Linked DNA regions of Hermetia illucens: region 1 is linked to region 2. A link is a contact called in public Hi-C data. All regions are on one chromosome and are shown on one strand. The core of a region is the stretch at or near the end of the contact, and the rest is flanking DNA. Distances in the headings are between cores, read along the strand shown.

What was found. A called contact is a pair of places that touch in the nucleus more often than the background predicts.
Region 1: a contact with region 2 is called in a Hi-C map of an unstated tissue, with 5 times the contacts expected there. The contact joins the promoter of LOC119653191 here to the promoter of LOC119653262 in region 2. A contact is called at or near these places in 2 of 2 Hi-C or Micro-C datasets (an unstated tissue and whole body).

The regions. Positions count from the first base shown.
Region 1 is chr3:88,584,274-88,588,601 of iHerIll2.2.curated.20191125, forward strand. It overlaps LOC119653191 (serine/threonine-protein phosphatase 2A 56 kDa regulatory subunit epsilon isoform), which reads left to right and starts at 1,310. Exons shown (of 8, transcript XM_038057749.1): 1 at 1,310-2,125.
Region 2 is chr3:88,434,221-88,438,190 of iHerIll2.2.curated.20191125, forward strand. LOC119653262 (attractin-like protein 1) reads left to right here and starts at 1,971. Exons shown (of 10, transcript XR_005249666.1): 1 at 1,971-2,405; 2 at 2,769-3,002; 3 at 3,066-3,223. It overlaps LOC119651577, which reads right to left and starts at 1,833. Exons shown (of 2, transcript XM_038055215.1): 1 at 1,580-1,833.

The sequences.
Region 1 (4,328 bases), core at 60-2,559, 150 kb after region 2:
TCAAGAAACCTAAGGTTTATGTACTAGGTATAGCAGATTATTGGTCAGTTAAGGCTTTACGGCTAAAAATCGCATTCTACTTTTTAAATGCGTTTTTCACGAAACCGCATGTTGAAAATCGGCTGCCACCATAGCTCAAAATCTATCCAACGAAATTCCTTGAAATTTTCAGGACTTATTCAGAACATATTTCTACGGTCGGCAAACTAGGATAATTGCGATTCATTCAGTAGTTTTTTTTTTATTCATTTAAGAAGCCGTAAAAAAACACCAAAATTTAAAAAGAAGTTTAACACGGCACCAAAAATTTAGTTTTTAATATTTTTTAATAATCCTAGTTTGCGGACTGTAGTTAAGTCTGTACGTTAAAATGCCGTTTACTGTTTTTCTTTAAAATGATCGCAGCGCCCTCCAGCGTGGCAGCAGAAAACCACCTTTTCTGGAGATGGGTGTATAAATTGCCCTGAACAAATGATTAAGAATACTCAAGATATTAATAAATGTATGGTGAAATTTTGGATTTGTATCTTTATCCAGTTCTTCACAAAAAATTTCTAAAAAGAGCCAAAAAAACGGCCTTCACACGGGATGACCCCCTCAAGTTAAAATTTAGCTTGGTTACGCACATGCGAACAATGATATTTTATACTCACTTATGCGTAAACAGTAATTCAATATAGATATTCAATTACGTGAATGTTCCTACTTCTCATAGTCTTTGCTATACTTGTAACTAATAAGCGGATCACAAACTTCCTCAATAAATGGGGAGATCCTATTGTATATCACCCTCTCCAATACTTTTCCCTTCGGACGATGTCAAGAAAGACCCAACTGGTGTAAACAGTAACTGCTATCGTTTTCCCTTCGCATGCCTTGTGAGCAGTGGTCCTGCGCTAGAAGTTATTGCCCTAAACTGCCGTTGGGATGCCAATTTGAACGTTAAATCGGTTTATAATACAAATATTGACTTCAGAACCTGATCCCACCCATTTTAGTCATGCGCAGTAAGTTTTAACAGATAAATTACGAAAAACATATTAACGCGCCGTTTAAATTGTTATGAGTAAGAAAAGGCAGTTAGCGCCTGTGCCAACTGATTCATAGATCATGCGAAAGAAGCAATGCTGTACTCTAGATTTAGTTTGGAATGTCATTCGGAGCATGGGCATTGAACGTGCGACTGTTGATTGTATTCAGTCATTGAGCGTACACAAGTTATTTTCAACAAGGTATCTCGCTGAGGAGGGAATGTATTTTACATAACGATCATCGTAAACTGAAGTGTATAAAGCGTAATTGGTGTAGTACAGTATGAAAGTTTGCCAAAATGATTGATAATTTGAGTTTCAAAAAGCAGCATTTGCATCCTACTCGAAGTTGACGCGTTCAGTATCGTTGTGTAGACTTGCCACACATCTGTGAAAACGGCGCCTGCACCGAACCACAGTCGAATCGAAACGCGACTCGGTAGCCAGTGTGGAGAGTTGCTCTTTTTCCCGTGAATGAAAGTATCAAAAAAATCGCCGCCTCTTCGCTGCGGTTGAAAAATCGAACAGAACGTTCAGAAATCCGCGACGTAACAAGTTTTCAAATTGCTGGCGACGGTGCGAGTACCCTGGCGAAAAGATCTGCTCGCCGAGCGCCGCGTTCGTGATTCGTCTCTGGAGGGTGGAAAGATATGTGTTTGAACGCCGTCGTCGTTCTCGTCGAGTGGAAGTCAGTTTCGATGACAGTTCTGGGTCCGTGAAAAATTTACTAGAGCTGCCGCTTCGACGTCGCCGTCGTGTGAAATCTCATCTCAGACTTTTCGTACGGTTTATTTTGCGGGCAGGGAGCGTGACGCGACCCCGGGCAGGAAATCGGACCCGTGCACGGCTCAAGCGTTTGTTCGTTGGTTGAGGGCGAGGATCCCCCGCGTGAAAAGACCGTCCGCCGAGCGGCCGAGCCGAGGCTAAGCTGCAAGTGTTTTGTGTATTGCATTGGCGACATAACAGCCGAGAGTGAACCTGCGACTGTCGCCGGACCGACCGCAGATCCAAGCAGGGTGCTCCAGGGAGCCCGCGCCCCACCGGACCCAGCCGAGGCTTCGCTGGACCCTGTGGCATTTTCCCTCGGATGAATGGTAAGTTTCCCTACATTTGCCCCGCAGAAGAAAAGAGATTGCGGAGTGGAATGCGTTCTGTGGGTTTCGTGTTCCGTTGCCGCCGTCCGCCGTGGGCTGCCAGTCGAACGGAGTCGGAACGTCGTAGCGACTGTCAAACTGTGTCGTCCCGATTCTACTCGGTTCTTGGGGAACACACTCCCCGCCGGGGGCGCGGAGGGAAGGTTAAAATTAGAATTTTTCCTCTCTGCGGGCTCCGACGTAAAAATATGACGAGGAGCCTCCTAATTTTTCCCGACGTCGATACGCTTGACATTGTGTTACTTAACGAGGCTTTCTTCTATTTATCCGTCGCGACTGCGACACGGCGAAGAAGGCGAGCTGAGGTGTTGCTTGCGGTGTCCTTTGGGCGCCGCAAGAGTTTCGCACTTTACAGATCGCTTTCGCATCGATTGATTATCCGGCGAGAGCGAGGTGCTGGCGGCGGCGAAGGGTTGCCGTTTGCGGCCGTGGGCCAGCTCGTTTCGCTCGGGGTAAGTCATCTTTGTTTTGGGCAGTTTATCTTTCCGATTGTCCTTTCGTACGCGGCGTTGTTATGTCGCCGCCCCCGTGGAGATGCCTTCAAAGCTCATACGAAGTAAGGGAAATGCTCGCAGAGATGCTAATTGCTCCGGTTGATCTTGAAAAAAGTTTTATTTGATGCGCGCCGCTGATTCTGGTTCAAAACTAATTAAGTAGCCGCCAAAACCTTGAGCTTTAGAGACCCCTGTTATCAGAGTAGGTTTAGCAATAGGGTGCGTCTAAGAATGACTACAGTTTTGTTTTTTCCGGTCGATATTTTTTGCAGTTAAACAGGTGGAGACGTGTGGTGTACTCGTCACTATCAAACGAGTATTTTTTGCTTTTTGGTTCATTGGGAAAGCTATTGTGAGGAAGGGGTAGAATCTAGTAAATAAAATTTGCAGTAGGTCAGGAAAAGTCATCGCCCCCTTGCTGTCGTGTTTCACAAAAAACATCGGCAAATAAGTTGCGGTGCAAGGAGACATCCTAGAGCTGTAGGAAACTATCGAGAAATCGAATGGACAACATTCCTCCATGAGCAAACAAATGAAAGAATATAAAACTTTATTAAGGGATAGCCAGGAATTCCGTTCGACTGAAAGTTTGGAACTTTGCAATGTTTTGAGAAATACCCCTTTGACAAGACGATGGCCTTCGATCAATTGTTTCAGTTAATCTAAGTAAATAATCTCAAGATAACCCTGGCCTACCATTATTATGTTTCCAAATTTCTATTTTGACGCACAGTGATACTCTTTTTCCGGGAAAATCCAGCTGGGCTCACGTTTGTAATAGTCTTACTAGACTTTACTAGCCCACTAATATTCGGGATTATTGAAACCTCTGTCCATGAATAATTTATTTCAAGTCTGCTACTTACAGTGTCCTTTCAATTTATCGCGCTCAGATATGCAGATCCAGTTCGTAGCGTATAAGAAGAATTGCAGCTTCCCCACCCTAAAATCAGAGACCTCTTTCGTCACCAAAGAATTATTGGTCTAATTTCCGTACCCTGGCTCCAGTTTGAACTCGGGAAATGAAGTGCTTGAGAGTCTCTTCTGAAATTTTGGCGATGCGATTTGTAGGGTCTGGGGATGAGGGGATGGGGAAGTTGTAATTCTGTACGGCCCAAAAGCTCTTGGGCTCGGGATTTATTCCAGGACTAAGGCACTTCACAAGGATTTTAGGGGAGGTTAACTGAAAGTGTCACTTACGCTGTTTGTCGCAGCTCATCACTGTGCCACCATCTTGGAGGGTAAGGCTGACTTCAAAGCCTTAATAGCGGCTTGGCTGTCCGTCAAATGATTGTTATATCCGTGGGACTATAATGAGTCAGTCAATCATCGAGGAGGCCCCCATCATCACCAGTATATCCGCTTAGAATACACTGAAATCCTACGACTAGTCCATACTACCCTCATTCAAGAATACACCCGCTTCGAATTCACAATCTTTGATCTGACAATAGTGAATATTGTATCATAACCCCGCAGCAAATCGCCGGTCTCCCTTTCTGCCTTGGTTGGAAAGTCCATTTTAAAGTTTTTCTTATAGCGCCAACGCAGCTTGCACATGAGGTTATCCGTTGGCAAAGCCTAGAGGCCCCATGGTACTTCCCTGGAATGGTATTGTGCTTCGCTCCCTAGCATCCAGGGAATGTGAC
Region 2 (3,970 bases), core at 721-3,220:
TCAACCAGAAAGTACAAATATTGCAGAAAAGCGTAACTACAGGCACATGAGAAAGACTTAAAGTTTGCTTGATTCCCTTTCGCCCTTTTCTCATTTAATATTCAAATGCATTTGGAGCAACTGACTGGGTGGCTGGTTTCTCCACAACCAATACATTGGAAGGATCATTGTTCCCTTCATCTTTATTGCTAAGTTCCATATTCATTGGTCATTGTTTGATTAGATGAGTACCAGCACATTTAACACACCTTGGACACAGCAGTTGACTGCTCAGATATTGACACTTTGTATCGTCATAATTTTAGGGCCTTTTCCCAAGCAACCTTTTGATCGAGAAAGACCTTTGTTTGACCAAGTTTTATTGCATCCGCTACCGATGCTAATCCGACTCTATATAGTGAAAACTTGAACTTGTTAATGCCAGAGGTTTTCTGTCGTCTGGAAGGGGTGAACGAATGCCTTTTAATCGCAGTTCTTTGTGAACGTTGGCATAGTTTAATTTGATTTTTAGCGATTTTAGCATTAGCGAGATTAGTAATCCCGACTATTGAGTTCAGCTTTATCTTTTTTACAAGAATACTAACTAACAGTGTGTCCCATTCACGATGATAGGTTTCTAATAATGTACATTTGTTTGAGGAAATTGGTCTCCACCGTTACTGAGTTATAGCGTTTTTTGTGAATAGTGTCTCAAGTACTCAACAAAATCACAATTATCCACGCCCTCAATCATTTAATCTCAAATTTGATACCATTTTCGAAAACTACATCAAATCTCTTGTAAGTGGATATTTTTTTCAATTGTAAAGATCATTATCAATCGAACATTTAACTGTTTAAACTTTAAAGAAATCTCAAAATCCATTTTCCATATAATTTTCAAAATGCAACACCGTAACGCTGTTTTAAAAACTTACAAACCTGCAAAGTTGACAAAAGTTCCCTCATTATGTTAGCTTTTAATTGACATGTATAAATGATGGGCTCAATTATGGAAAAGTTACCAATATTACACATTAAATGAGAAAAAACACGGCGGTCAAATTGAGCAAATTGACTAAAATATGGTAGTTCTAGTTTTTTCTGGTTGATCGTCGTCAGTCTCCTTATTCGACATAACTTTTCTTTTGAACCATTCTACCGGAAACTGATTGGAAACCTCCGAACTTATCGCCTACCTGCCGGAGAAATTTCAAAGCCGTCGTTTGGAAAAATTTCGGATACTGGTATAGAAGATTTTATTTCGCTCTTGGTACAAACTTCTTAATGCGTTTCTGTTATTCACATTGCCATGTTTAGACAGCTTGAGTTTCCTTCATTGTCCCTAGGTCGTTTATCACTTTCGACCCTGTAGAGCATCACCTGCATATTTGAAGCAGATTTGTACAACTTAGGGCATGGTAGGGGACTCCCAACGCTCCTAATACTTGAATTAACTTTCGACTTACAACTCAGCGTGCATTGCTGCTAAATTACTGGTTTTCTTAAACTCGAAAGAACACACTTTTTAAATAATGTTATTCAATCGCACAACGGAAAGTTTCTTGCTAAAAGGCAACGTTGAAAATTTACCACTCACTTCTTGCAGTAAGTCTGATGCAAATCACCCGTGAGCATCAGCAAACTTTTATTTGATTTATAATTTCGCGAAAAAAGTAGTGTTGAGACAAATCCTGTAAACACTTTATATCAATATTAACTCAATGAGAAATTTAGATACTTAATGAAGGAGATTGAACGTGCTTCAAGATAACGAGGTCGTTATTAAATCTAATTTATTTGCTAACCTAAAAGCTGAAACATCAGTTAATTCAGGGAATTGGATTGTCAAAAATGCAAGCACCGGAATTCAAACTGAATTTAGCGCCCTTTCCCTTCAATCTCGAACGTGCATTGAACATTCCCACATTTCTACGCTTCGCTTTCCCAACCTGATATTTGTGTACGTACGTGAGGAGCCGTCCGCCTCTTAGTATGAGTGTGTATGTCTGTCGTTCTCAGCTGGTGTCAAATAAAAATCTCAGAAGAAAGTTTCGCGTTGCAGACATTTATTATTACTCCTTGTGAAAATAATGTGTAGGCTGTGCTAACTCGGGCGAATTAGCGCGTAAGCTGCAACGAGCAAATTGAATGCCACCGGAAAAATGAGCGCTTGAACATACGAAGATGTTTGCGCGAGGAAATATGTGCGTCAAACCGTTCAATGTGAAATATCGTCGGAAAATCGCTGTTTTCAGTCTGTTACTGTTTATCGCGGTTTTCTCCTCGGTATTAGCCCTGTCGGAAGCCGTCAACTGCACGTCGGATGCCGCCTGCATGAACGGTGGAATTTGCAAAAATCGATCTTGTGTTTGTCCAGACGGCTGGCAAGGTCCATTCTGTCAGTACTGCGGCGGAAAAGTCAGGTAGGCTCTGGGGCGCCCCGGAAACTCGCCCGGCCCAAGCGGCTGCTTGTGATAAGGGTCTGCTGATAAGGGCGCAGTAGTCAGGGTAGCGAGAATCGGGCATCCATCCCCTGATAATTTGACAAAACTTGGAAGCGTAGATTGCTGGCTCCGGGCCTATTTGCACAGAAATGACAATAACAACGTACACTATAAACAACTTATCGATATTAGCTTGATAAGTGCCTTACTCTTCGGCTCGACAGCCTAGCGGGGGCCTTACGCAAGTGATGCTCTTGACGGGCTTCCAACCCGAATCGCTACTTTGCCCCCTTCTGATAATTGACCGTGACATTGGGTGTTTACTCGTGCTATTTTCCGTAGGCTCACAGATCCGGAAGGCATTATCCACGACGGCTTCGGGAACTATTCGGTGAGCGTGAAATGTAGTTGGCTTATTGACGCTCGGGATTACAGCAACAGCGTGTCCACAAAGTTCCGGCCGTTCCAGTCAAGAATCCGCTTGCACCTGGAGGAATTCGCCACGGAATGCGGATGGGATCACTTGTACATTTACGACGGCGACAGTGTGGAGTCGCCCTTGCTGGCGGTTTTCAGGTGAGTTCAAGCCCGTTCTCCGTGTGCTGTGGGGGAGTTAATGAATTTCTATCTCCTTCCCAGCGGTCTCATGTACCGGAAGAACTTCCACATAAGGCGTGTCCCGGAAATCATCGCCAAGTCGGGATCGGCGCTGCTGCACTTTTTCAGTGACGATGCCTACAACATGTCGGGATTCAACATCTCATACAAGATCAACGGCTGCCCAACCAACAATTCAGGTAAATGAGAATTCCATTAGGCGCAAATATTCGTCATTTATTGCGTCGTTAGTGCAACGGCGGGAGGGAATCGAAAAGGCGTAATCATAAGAACTGACAACAATAAAAAACGATCTTGACTTTGCATTAGTAAAGTGCGGGATGTTGAGAGGTCTCCAGAAAATTCTGGCCGCATAAACTAAAATAGCTGGGCGATATACGTTCTGTGTACTCTGCGTTATCTGCACGGCCTAACTCATTGCCGTAAGTCACACAAGAGTTGATTATATGTTCAAGTGATAATTTCTGGTATGCAAACTTTGCTGAGATAGAAAAAGGTGCTTATTCTTTTATGGAGGTGACAGTCGAGTTTTTATTATTATAACCGTTCGCAATCGGGAGGTATACACAGTTCCTACTGGAGTACAAGCAATTATAGATAAAGAATGGACGGAGTATAAGGCAGCGCATAACCGAATATAATTCAGAAGCTATGCGGTTTAGGACGGTACGTGAATGGTACATACGTGAACCTCAGCTTGGAGAGCAATACATGAGATAATGTGGTAGAAGAATCTGTAAAAGATGACAAACAAGTCAATGCTTCAGAAAAAATCATCCACAAAGGGCTTCAAAAATAACAGAAAACCCAAAATGTTTGTACTATAGCGTCAACTTCGTAATTATTCCCAAATATTATGCCGGTTGTGTTTTCATTCATTCCTTCGTCTTTTCACGACCAATGTTGCTTTATATTGATGTGGTTAA